Linked DNA regions of Rattus norvegicus: region 2 is linked to region 1. The links are chromatin contacts, called in public Hi-C maps. All regions are on one chromosome and are shown on one strand. Each heading gives the region's core, a stretch centred on a gene start, on an enhancer-like site or on the middle of the called end of the contact. The rest is flanking DNA. Distances are from core to core; before and after follow the strand shown.

Region 1 (5,296 bases), core at 1,489-3,988:
CCTGGGGTATGTGGTCCAGTAGGCAGGAAAACAAGAGCTAGAAGCTAACTATCTGATTACTCTGGGGGCAAGAGCTGTGGAGGGAACTGGGTATGGTGGTGCACATGTTTGATCCAACACTGGGGGGGGGGGAGCAGAGTTTAGCCTGGTCTACATAGAGAATTTCAGGCCAGCCAGGGTTACAGGGTGAGACCTTGACTCAATAGTAATAACAGTAGTAATTGTAGTAATAGTAATAGTAGTAGTAATAGTAGTAGTGGTGGTGGTAGTAATAGTAGTAATAGTAGTAGTAATTATAGTAGTAGCAATAGTAATAATAGTAGTGGTAGTAATAGTAATAATAGTAGTGGTAGTAATAGTAGTAATAATAGTGATAGTGGTAGTAATAGTAATAATAGTAGTTGTAGTAGTGGTAGTAATAGTAGTAGTGGTAGTAATAGTAATAATAGTAGTGGTAGTAATAGTAGTAGTGGTAGTAATAGTAATAGTGGTAGTAATAGTAATAGTGGTAGTAATAGTAATCGTAGTAGTAATGGAGGGGAAGCCTGAGAACCTTGACAATGTACAGAAGTCTAATGACAGCACCAAGGCAGAGGCACTGTGAACTGTAAGGTGACGACTCACTGGGAGGGGAGGGGTGGCTGTGGTGGGTAGACACCGTGTCTCTACTCTGTCCTGGAATGTAAAGATGGGTCATATTACACGGAGCCTTGGCTAGCTAGTGCCTGACACATCACAGGTGGCCAGTATGAGATCATTTTCAAAGCAAGCCATCAGTAAGTAATGACTTTTGTGCTTTCCACTACACTGATTTGGGGTCCTCGGGCTGAAGGGAAGGAGGGAAGGAATTCAAATTGAACTGTCACTCTTTCCAAGTATCCTTTTCCTTCTCACCCGAGGATCCTGGGTCTCCCCCGCCCCCCTCCATGGACCACTCAGAGCCATGAGTGAGTCTCTGGGTCAGGCTGGGAGAGACTTTAGATATCATGTGTGTGCCCAGTTTCTTCAGCCTCCCAAGGAAAACTCCAGGAGAGAGATGTGAAGAAATCTGCTCAAAGCAGGCCTGGCTTTTCTCCCTTATTAACTCCCCAGCGATGGGCTACCTGGAACAGCATGGGGTGAGACACAAACTATTCACTGAGATGAAGTCCAGGAGAAAAGAGGTGGGCCTCTGGGAAAGGAAGCTGGTAAAGGCAGCTTAGAAGCAGGGAGCACTCTCATCCCCACTACTACTGCCGGGGGTTGAGACCCACACCTCCCTTTTTTAGGTAGAGAAGCCACATTAAAAAAAAAAAAGCCTACCAGTCAGGGGTTGTTGGAGGCTATTAAATGCCCCCAGAAGGACCCATTGTTCCCAAAACAATTGGGATGAGAACTCATTTTCAGCCCAGACAATGTGCTATTTATAGAGAGCATCCAATTTCTTTGTCTTGCACCCTTCCCCCCAACGAAATACAGCTGACTGAAATTTAATTTATTTCTTTGGAGAAGCCGCCACGAGAATCCTCTGGAAATGAGAGATCTAATTAAGTTATGGTCTCCCTAACTTAAAAGTCTTGTTATTTGGAGAAGGTTCAGAGGTGGGAGGGTGGATTGAGATAATGGAAGGTTTGAGTGGCATACAGGTTAAAGACACCTAAACAGGTCTTCACACAGAATGCAAGGCTGAGGGAGGAGCTTCGTACTTAACACACCCTGCCCGGAGAGGGTTAGCTGTGTTGGCAACAGCACCAAGGGCCCTTGAGCCTTAAGAAATATTCTGGAAGAAATAGGTTTTAAACATTGTTTTTAAACCTGTCTTTTTAGATTTATTTGACACGTCTGCATGTATGTGTATGTACCGTGTTCGTGCCTAGTACCAACAGAGGTCAGGGCACTGACTCCCACAGAACTGGAGTTATAGAAGATTGTGAGCCAGCACGCGGGTGCTGGGAACTAAACTCTGGTCCTCTGGAAGAGCAGCAAGTGCTTTTAACTGCTGAGCTAACTCTCCAGCTTCCGCCTCCCTCCTTTTTTGGGGGAGGGAAGTGTGGTGGTGATGAGGCCAGAGGAGCTGCAGGAGTTGGTACCCTCCTGCGGTAATGGATTGAACTCAGGCTGTCAGGGCTTTGTGGTGAGCGCACAGTGGTTCTTAAATGTACTTCTAAAGGTTTCTAGAAAGTCAATTCATACCTCTGAAACAGAGGAGTGAACTTGCTAGGCAGGGAAAACCCCATTCCTCAGAGGGAGGCCGGGAGGCTCAAAGCAAGCTGGTTACAACGGATTGAGTCTGTTCCCAGAACTCTGCCCACAGAACAGGCCCGCGCGGAACAGCAGCTGCAGACTCCCAGCTCTGCTCAGATGAAGAGCAAGTTGCCATAGAGCACCACCCCCACGGCCTACCCCTGGGGCCAACGCCAAGGGCCAGTGGGAGGATGATGGGAACGGCCAAGCCCCAGCTCAGGCCAGGCATCTGCTCCCCTCAGCGCAACTCAGAGGCTGGCAGGGGTTTCACTTCAGAGTCCCGTCCTCTGCAGGTAGAGAAGCTCCCCTTCAGCCTGGACTGTGAGAGTCCAGCCCCACCTTCAGGTGACGTTGGGGCAGTTCGGAGGACAAACACTCTTGGTAGGGTGGTCTCACGTGAGACCAGTGGGTGGGGACACTCTGTGAGTTCCCGACATTCCATCACATCAAACAGCCTGGTCTTAAATCATTTGTAGTTGACAATGAAACAAAACATCCTGCTTTCTGCCTACCAAGGAAGGAGACCAGAACAGCTGACACAAAAGCAAGGGCTGAGGGACAAGACAGATGAGCCAAACGGGCCTCTATGAAGGTCCCAGCCGCTGGGAGGAGCCAGCAGTATCGCCAACCAATCACCTCCTCTGCTGTGAGTCCTCCCCTTTGGGGGTTCTACCCTCTACTGAGGGTCCTCCCCCCTCTGCTGGGAGTCCTCCCCTCAGCTGGGAGTCCTCCCCTCAGCTGGGAATCCTCTCTGCTGGGGGTCCTCCCCTCTGCTGGGAGTCCTCCTCTCTGCTGGGAGTCTCCCCTTAGCTGGGAGTCCTCCTGCTGCTCCCAGCTCCCAGGATCTTCAGATCTTTGCATGTGGAAAGATGGCCTCAAGGATCATGCTTTAGAAGGTTCACAAAGAAACTTTCCTGCTGGTTTGCCTGTGACAGCATTCCCCCTCTCCTTTCCTCCTTCCTTTCTCACCCACAGTCCTTCTCTTTCTCCCAGCCCCTTCCCTCTTTCCTTCTCTTCGTTGTCCCCTCACCCCCTGCCTGTTTTTCCTTAAGAAATTGCACAGAATCAGATGAAAATGAAGAGCCAAGCCAAAGGCCCGCAGTGCTGGTTCCTGATTGGTGGGTATCTTTCAGGGACCACGGTCTGATCCAGGTTTGAGTCAGTCATATCCAGATGCCACAAGAGCCTCTTCTCTTAATTCCCTATGAAACTGTTCTCCATGTTACTCTAGCTCAGTGCTTTTCAACCTTCCCCATGCTGTGCTCCCTTGATATAGTTCCTCATGTGGTGCCCTTGTATTGGCTGGTTTTGTGTGTCAACTTGACACAAGCTGGAGTTACCACAGGAAAAGGAGCCTCAGTTGTGGAAATGCCCTCGTGAGATCCAATTGTAAGACATTTTTGCAACTAGTGGTCAAGGTGGGAGGACCCAGCCCATTGTGGGTGGTGCTGTCCCTGGGTTGATGGTCTCGGGTTCTATAAGAAAGCAAGATGAACAAGGCAGGGGAAGCAAACCAGTAAGAAACATCCCTCCATGGCCTCTGCATCAGTTCCTGCTTCCTGACCTGCTTGAGTTCCAGTCCTGACTTCCTTTGGTGATGAACAGCAATGTGGAAGTGTAAGCTGAATAAACCCTTTCCTCCCCAGCTTGCTTCTTGGTCATGATGTTTGTGCAGGAATAGAAACCCTGACTAAGACATGCCCTCGACCATAAAATTATTTTCTTTGCTATTTCATAACCGTAATTTTGCTACTGTTATGAACCGTCACGTTAAGTGTCCGGTATGCAGGACAGCTGACATGCGACCCACAGGTTGAGAACCGCCTCAAACACCATGCTAAACTTGAAAAGAAACTGTGAGAGCCTTTTAGATTTCTGATCTGGGGCTTAGAGACACTTTTCCCTACTGCAGTGTAGTCTACTCAGAGAGGCTCTTAGTCAGGAACACAGCCTCCCCCCACCCCCTACCCGCACCCCAGCCCATTGTGTGCGTTCCAGTTGTCTGTGTTCAAAAGACCTATTTGTAAAGAAAAAAGAAGATACAAGGCCAGGTACAGAATCCTCCGAGTGGATAAAACACCTGACATAACCAAAATTAAATTAATTATATCTCTTCTTCATGTCGCCAAGACAACCTTACATTTTGGAAATATTTAATATGATCTCCAAGATGCAAAAAATAAAAAAAAAACCCACTCAACCTGCAGGATAGCATTAATCTTTCATACCTAACACATTTAATTGAATTTAAAATGGCCTAATTAACCAGACAACTCTTTGTTGGAAATTAGTTTAACGGTCTGTGCCATTCTGAGGGTCAGGCAGACTTAGGTGGAGTCAATTCTGTTTCTCAGTAGCAAAGTCCAGACACACAAAGAAGCCATTTGTGCTGCAGCGGACAATGGAGACACAATGGCCAAACCATGCCTTGTTTTGAGACAAGGTCTTATTTAGCCCAGGCTGGCCTAAAGTTAACTGTGTAGCCAAGGATGACCTTGAACTTCTGATTACATTGTGCCACCATGCAGGTTTTATACGTGTATAGGTATCTTGCCTGCATGTCCATGGGTGCACCATGTGTATGCCTGGTGACCATGGAGGTCAGAAGAGGGCTTTGGATCCCTAGGAACTGGAGTTACAGATGGTTGTGAGCCATCATATGGTGCTGGGGACCCATTCATGTGGTATTGGGGATAGAATCCGGGCTCTGTTCATATAAAATACTCAGAGCCCTACAAAACTTTTTTTTTCTTTTGTATGTGGCTTTTGGGTAGACACATCAGAGACTCTCAGGGCTGTCTTCTGAGCTGAGCACCTCTGCATGACCCCGGGGCAGCTCAGAATGTGCCTGAGGCTGGCAGCCAACTTGAAAACAGAGGACAAGAGGTGACCTTCCATTTATTTCTCTCTCTGGTAGAAAAGCAAGACTGGAAACGTGGGAAAGACTTTGAACACAGGCATTGAGTAGAACGTCTTCAATCCTCCTGACAAACTATAGGCTGTCTGTTCTGTATCCCAGGCTGGCCCTCTGCAAGGAAAGGCACCCAAGATTTGCCAGTAAGGCCACAAACCA
Region 2 (5,296 bases), core at 1,630-4,129, 100 kb after region 1:
ATAGTAAAAATACTGTGTGTTGGGATAACTAATGACTCTCCAAAATATATCAACGGTCCCCCGCCCCTTCCAGGGATTTTGTGGTTGTTGTTGGTGGTGTTTTGGTTTTGGTGTTCGGCGGGGGGGGGGGGGTGTTTTGTTGAGACAGATTTTCTCTGTTTAGCTCTGGCTGTCTTGGAACTCACTCTGTAGACCAGGCTGTCTACCACTTCCGCCCATGTGCGGGATTAAAGGGCTGAGCCACCATTGCCAGGTTTCTATGTCTTAATCCCTAAAACCTATAAACACTACACGGCAAAGAAAAGACTTTACAAGAATGATGTTATGAAGTTCAGGGGTGGCTTTGACATGGGTAGTTATTCCAGATTACCCACGAGGACCACAAGGCCATCATACGCATTCACGGAATACTACTAAGCCACGAAAAAGAACAGAGTCCTGCCATTTGCTGATGTCAGGGACAGAGCTGGGGTTGATTGTATCAAGTGTTTACCATCAAGCTTGATGTCCTGTGTTTGTCCCTTGAGAACCATGTGGTACAAGAAGACAACTAGACTTCATAAGCTGTTGTTCTCTCTCTCTCTCTCTCTCTCTCTCTCTCTCACGCATGCTCGCACACACGCACACACACACACACAGAGTTTTCTATGTGTATCATAAAAGACACTCAGAAGATTTTAGTGCAAAGAGAATAGAATTAAGGGTACAGACTGGATGGAATGAGGCAGTCACAACCAAACAATGCCCACCAGCCACCAGAAGCTGGCAGAATGGAATAGATTCTCCCCTAGAGCCTTCAGAGGGAGTACAACCGCACCAACACAGTTTTATCCCAGGGAGAGAGCAACTTTGAACATCTGTCCTCTAGAATATAGAGAGAACACATTTCTGCTGATGTAAGCCATCCAGCCGGCAGCCAATAGAAACAGATATAGTGTTACCACTTAATGCCTGACAGTGTGCAGGGCACTGCTCAGAGTATCTCACCCACACAGAACCCCACGGCTCTTCCTCTGAGGTCTGACAGTGAAGACACAAGGTCTGGGTTGGAGTCTCTGCTTTCTCCCTAACTACTGTGACCCTAAGTATACTGCATAACCTCTTCAAACACCAGCTTCCTAAGTCATAAAACAGGCATGGAATATGTCTTCACTAGGAGTATATGTAGGAAATGAAAATACAGTGTTTCCAAGCATCAATAGTACGTCATCAGTAATCTTGCTATTATGTGATCTCGGGGATTAAAGAAGACATAGGCAAGCCATCCTAGTCTATCATGACCCGAGCAAGGCCTCTGAGGCCCATTGAAGAAAACAGACTTAAAGCTCACTGAATATCAAATATGAAAATCTAAAGAGTCCACTCTAGCGCTTCATCATTTAATTAAGCAATTCGGGTCCTTGACGCTGATCTCACTTCAGAAATGGCAGCAGCCTAGAACTAAGCAACTTCTACAGCATATTTGGACTCCGCCCCAGTTCTCACGAGGCCCTAGATCCCCACCCATCCTCAAGGCTTTCCATGAAGGACCCTCACTTGGCATCCCATGCAAAACCTTTCACATCCTCTCCCTGTGCTGTGCTGAAGTCCTAATATTTCAAAGTCAGCAGGAAGCAAATATCTTGGTCCACTTTTTAGCCTTTCACGGACCGGGCCAAACAGCACTGCAGCCTGTCTGAGCAGGTTGGGTAGGATCATACATTCCTGAATAGGAGTCCGCTTTGCTTAGGCTGCCCCCAGGTTAGTAAGAAAACAAGGCTCAAAGGAAGGACACCCCTGGAGTTACCGCATGAATGAACGCCGAGGAAGGAACGAACTTACTGACTCGACCCTATCTGATTAAGTTCGCCAACTCTTCAATTCTGGTGATGTAATTAAAAGAGTGAGAGAGCTGCACCTTCCGAACTTTGTGTCCCCACCGAGGAAACAAGCAAGCCAGGAATTAACCAGAGAAGGCGCCGGCTTTCTATCAGACGAGATTCCAGCCCCTTGCCCTGGTGTGCACCAGCTCCAGAGAACTGTTGCAGCCTGGCGCTGGCAACCCTGCTCTTCCCAGAAGGCTACAGCGACAGCCACCTGCGCTCTCTGCCCTTCGCCTGCCCACCCTCAGAAAGGAATAAGGAGGCAGGAGGGCAGCTCCCCAACCCCATACTTTCGAGCACCCACAGCTTTCTGCGCTGCCGTCACCACTGACGAGAACCCTGGTCCCCTGGAGGAATTCTCCTTCCCATCCCATCCTCTCTATCAATGAACACGCAGCGACACCCACGCTCCCGCTCCTCCCACTCCGGAGGGAGCCGGAGCTCAAGAGCGACATCCGGAGCTGGAAGCCGCTGCAGCGGGGGCGCCGGCCACCCTGCCCTGCTGCCCCTTGCCTTTCCCCAGCCACCAGTAGACCGACCCCCGACCCCCGCTTCCAAACCTGCTCAGCACTCTGGATCGATAGGGGACCCAAGTCCTCCAAGGGACCCGCCTCTCCTGGGCTTAATATAAGAAGACCTCTGGGGGAGCGCGCGCGAATCGCCCAGAGCTACCCGCGAAACCAGGGATTCGAACCCGATGCCCCGGACGTCCAGCATCCCCAAGCAAGCCCCTAGCCCGGCACTCCCGCCTCCAGTACGCCCATCGCGTTTCCCTAAGCAGGTCTCAGGCAGCGCCAGCACGGCGAGCCGGAGCGAAGTCGAGGGTCGAGGGGCCGAAGCGGGTGACTTACGCGCGGGCGCGGGGGAAGCCCATGGACAGGAGCAGGTCCAGCGCCGACCCATGCCTGACGGTGCCCGGACGCTGCAGGCGGTCCCTACGCGGGGTGACTTTGCTGTACAGCTCCTCGCGCGCGGCCATGCCTAGGGCTGGGGTCGCGATGCCGAGTGACCGCTCAGCGGCCGCCCATCGCCCGCGCGCCAGAGCCGGGGGTCCCGGGAGGACGGCGGGGGCGGCGCTCCCAGATCTCCGAGCTGAGACTGACGCTTCCTGGAGAGGCTACTGGAGCTCGGCGCGGGCCGGTGGCTGCTGCAGGTCCGACCTCAGCCCGCGGGGTCCAGGAGTCCCAGCGTTGCGCTGCTGCAGCTTTCTCTGTCCTCCGCCCCCCCCAGCTTCTCCTCCCTGAGCTGTCCGGGAATTTGCAATGAGTAATTTTTGAATGGATCAAAAAGGAAAAGCAGCCTTGTGGGCAGGCCCTGCCTCGCCTGTGCCGGGCCCCGCCCCTCTCTTAAAGCGGCCGCGCCGGCCCAAGCTGGGCTGGCTGGAATCCAGCCAGCCATAGTAGGGATTGCTTCTAGACAGAAGGTCTCCTCTCCGGCAACGAAGTAGGCCAGTGTGCTTCGATTCGCAGGGCCCTAGCTTTGCCCCTTGGCTTGCATATCGACCCATCTGGGCCTCGAGGCTCCAGAATAGCCCATTTCACGTTTCATTTGATCATTGGCGAGGTCAGTAATGGAAACCTACTGCATGACTAGATGAGAGGAGCAGAAGGCTAAGCCGTAAGGCCCGGGAAAGGTGTCACTTCAAATAGATCCCGCTAAAGTTACAAAGTTGTTACCTCACTGTAGGCCACAGCCCTCAGTGATTGACTGGAGAGCGACTTCTGGAAAGGGGCGTCTGAGTTTTGGAAATGGTAGGACCTGAGAGAGCAGAGGCCAGGGAGGAAGGGAAAAGAGAAAGGGGAAGAAAAAAAAGGGAGGGGAAGCAGAGAAATGAAGGGCTAGGAGCTAGAAAGAGAAGGAAGAGAGAAAGGACACTAATTATAGCACTTACAAATGGAAAGTGTTGACTTTCATAAGACAGCATGCACCCTATCAATAAAAGGGTTCGAAGACTGGATCCCTGCTGCCCAGAGGCCACAAATGAGAGGCGCGCGCGTGCGTGCGCGCGCGCGCGCGCACACACACACACACACACACCCAGCTCAGTAGAACCAGCAATCCTGCCTCAAAGAACAGAAGTCATTACTGCTGTTGCCCATTAAAGTGTGATCATCAGGAAACAAAGCCATTTTTCTCAATCAAGAACTGATTCCATTTGGTGTAATAGAAGAGGCACAGATCTTCTTTGGGGGAATAGTAGTAGTAATGGCGGTGATGGCCGTGGTGGTGATGTTGATGGTGGTGGTGGTAGTGATGATGATGATACCTAACATTTATTGGATCTATTTGTATGCCAATGATTGTGCTAAGCATAATAGCTGAATTAACCACGAGCCTTTTACAAGTGGCCTCGAGGATGCCTACCTGTATAGTCTCGTTCTATAGATGAGAAAACTCATCTCAGAGGGGCAGAGGAAAATCAAAGAGCTCCCAAGTGAAGAGATGACTCATTGTGTTGCCCTGGGCAAGTTACCTCTCTCCTCAACAGCCTTGGAGTCTCATCTACGTAACAATAGTTGCTGAACTCCCTACACACCAGACTCTCTAGATACCACAGTTCTTCCCTGCTTGCCTGCTTAGGGTGCAAGGGAGGGTGACCAGCATGTATAAAGAAAGCCCTCACTGTAGCTTTAAATGTTGCTTTATAAGGCACCCAAGAAAATTGAAGTTTAATTCCCTGACCTCTCATCCTCCACTGGTGTTTCTTCAAAGTACCCATGGCATTTGGAAGTGGGAAGGTGAGACCAAGGAAGTCTGGGTAAGAATTTGCATATTTCTGCCTGGTATTATGAATGAGACTGAGGGCAATTACCACTTCCTTGGTGGGAGAGTTTCTTCTTCCCAGAGAGGAAATGTCTAGCTAAGGCAGTGGTTGGAGGCAGCTTGGAAAACCATAACCCATAGACTAATCTCCTTGGGATGTGTTCGGGAGTCTACTGGATAGCAGTCAGCATTCTAAAGCCCTTTTTTCAGATATCTGGGCTTGAGCCAGATGATCTGGATTTCAGTCCAAGAGAAAATACTGTCTGTGGCAGCACTGTGTGCATCCAAAGCCGTGCACAAAACAGCAGCTCTGGTTTAGTGAGCCCTAGATGCTGGCGCTGTCCTTAGGATTTTACATCTGTAGCTCATCCCATGTTTTGACCAGCGATAAAGCGACTCTCTCTCTTGAGAAACCTGCACCCATGTCCTGGGTGTGCAAGAGCTTCAGGTTACATTGTGATGTCTTCTTTTACATTTTTATTTTTCTATTTGTGTGTGTGTGTGTGTGTGTGTGTGTGTGTTTACTAGAGTGCAACAGTGTGGGTGTAGAGATCAGAAAATTTGCAGGAGTCAGTTCTCTCCCTCTGCTGGGTGGATCCCAGGGACCAGACTCAGGTCTTCAGTGCTTCTTCTGAGCCATCTCACTGGGCCAAAGTTTCTTCTTAAGAAAT

Evidence for each region. A called contact is a pair of places that touch in the nucleus more often than the background predicts.
Region 2: a Hi-C map of frontal cortex shows a contact between it and region 1, with 1.6 times the contacts expected there. The contact joins the promoter of Ubash3b here to the enhancer-like site in region 1. A contact is called at or near these places in 2 of 12 Hi-C or Micro-C datasets (the A7r5 cell line and frontal cortex) and 1 of 1 datasets of contacts at active chromatin or transcription factors (oligodendrocytes).

Annotation. Positions count from the first base shown.
Region 1 is chr8:50,324,028-50,329,323 of GRCr8, forward strand. All of the region lies in intron 1 of Ubash3b (ubiquitin associated and SH3 domain containing, B), which reads right to left. Among named protein-coding and RNA genes, the nearest start is that of Crtam, 52 kb to the left of the region's middle. Within about 2 kb of position 2,739, at least 53 of the 93 cell types and tissues checked have an H3K27ac peak or open chromatin away from gene starts, as enhancers often do.
Region 2 is chr8:50,426,142-50,431,437 of GRCr8, forward strand. It overlaps Ubash3b (ubiquitin associated and SH3 domain containing, B), which reads right to left and starts at 2,880. Exons shown (of 14, transcript NM_001191792.1): 1 at 2,714-2,880. The coding sequence starts at 2,841.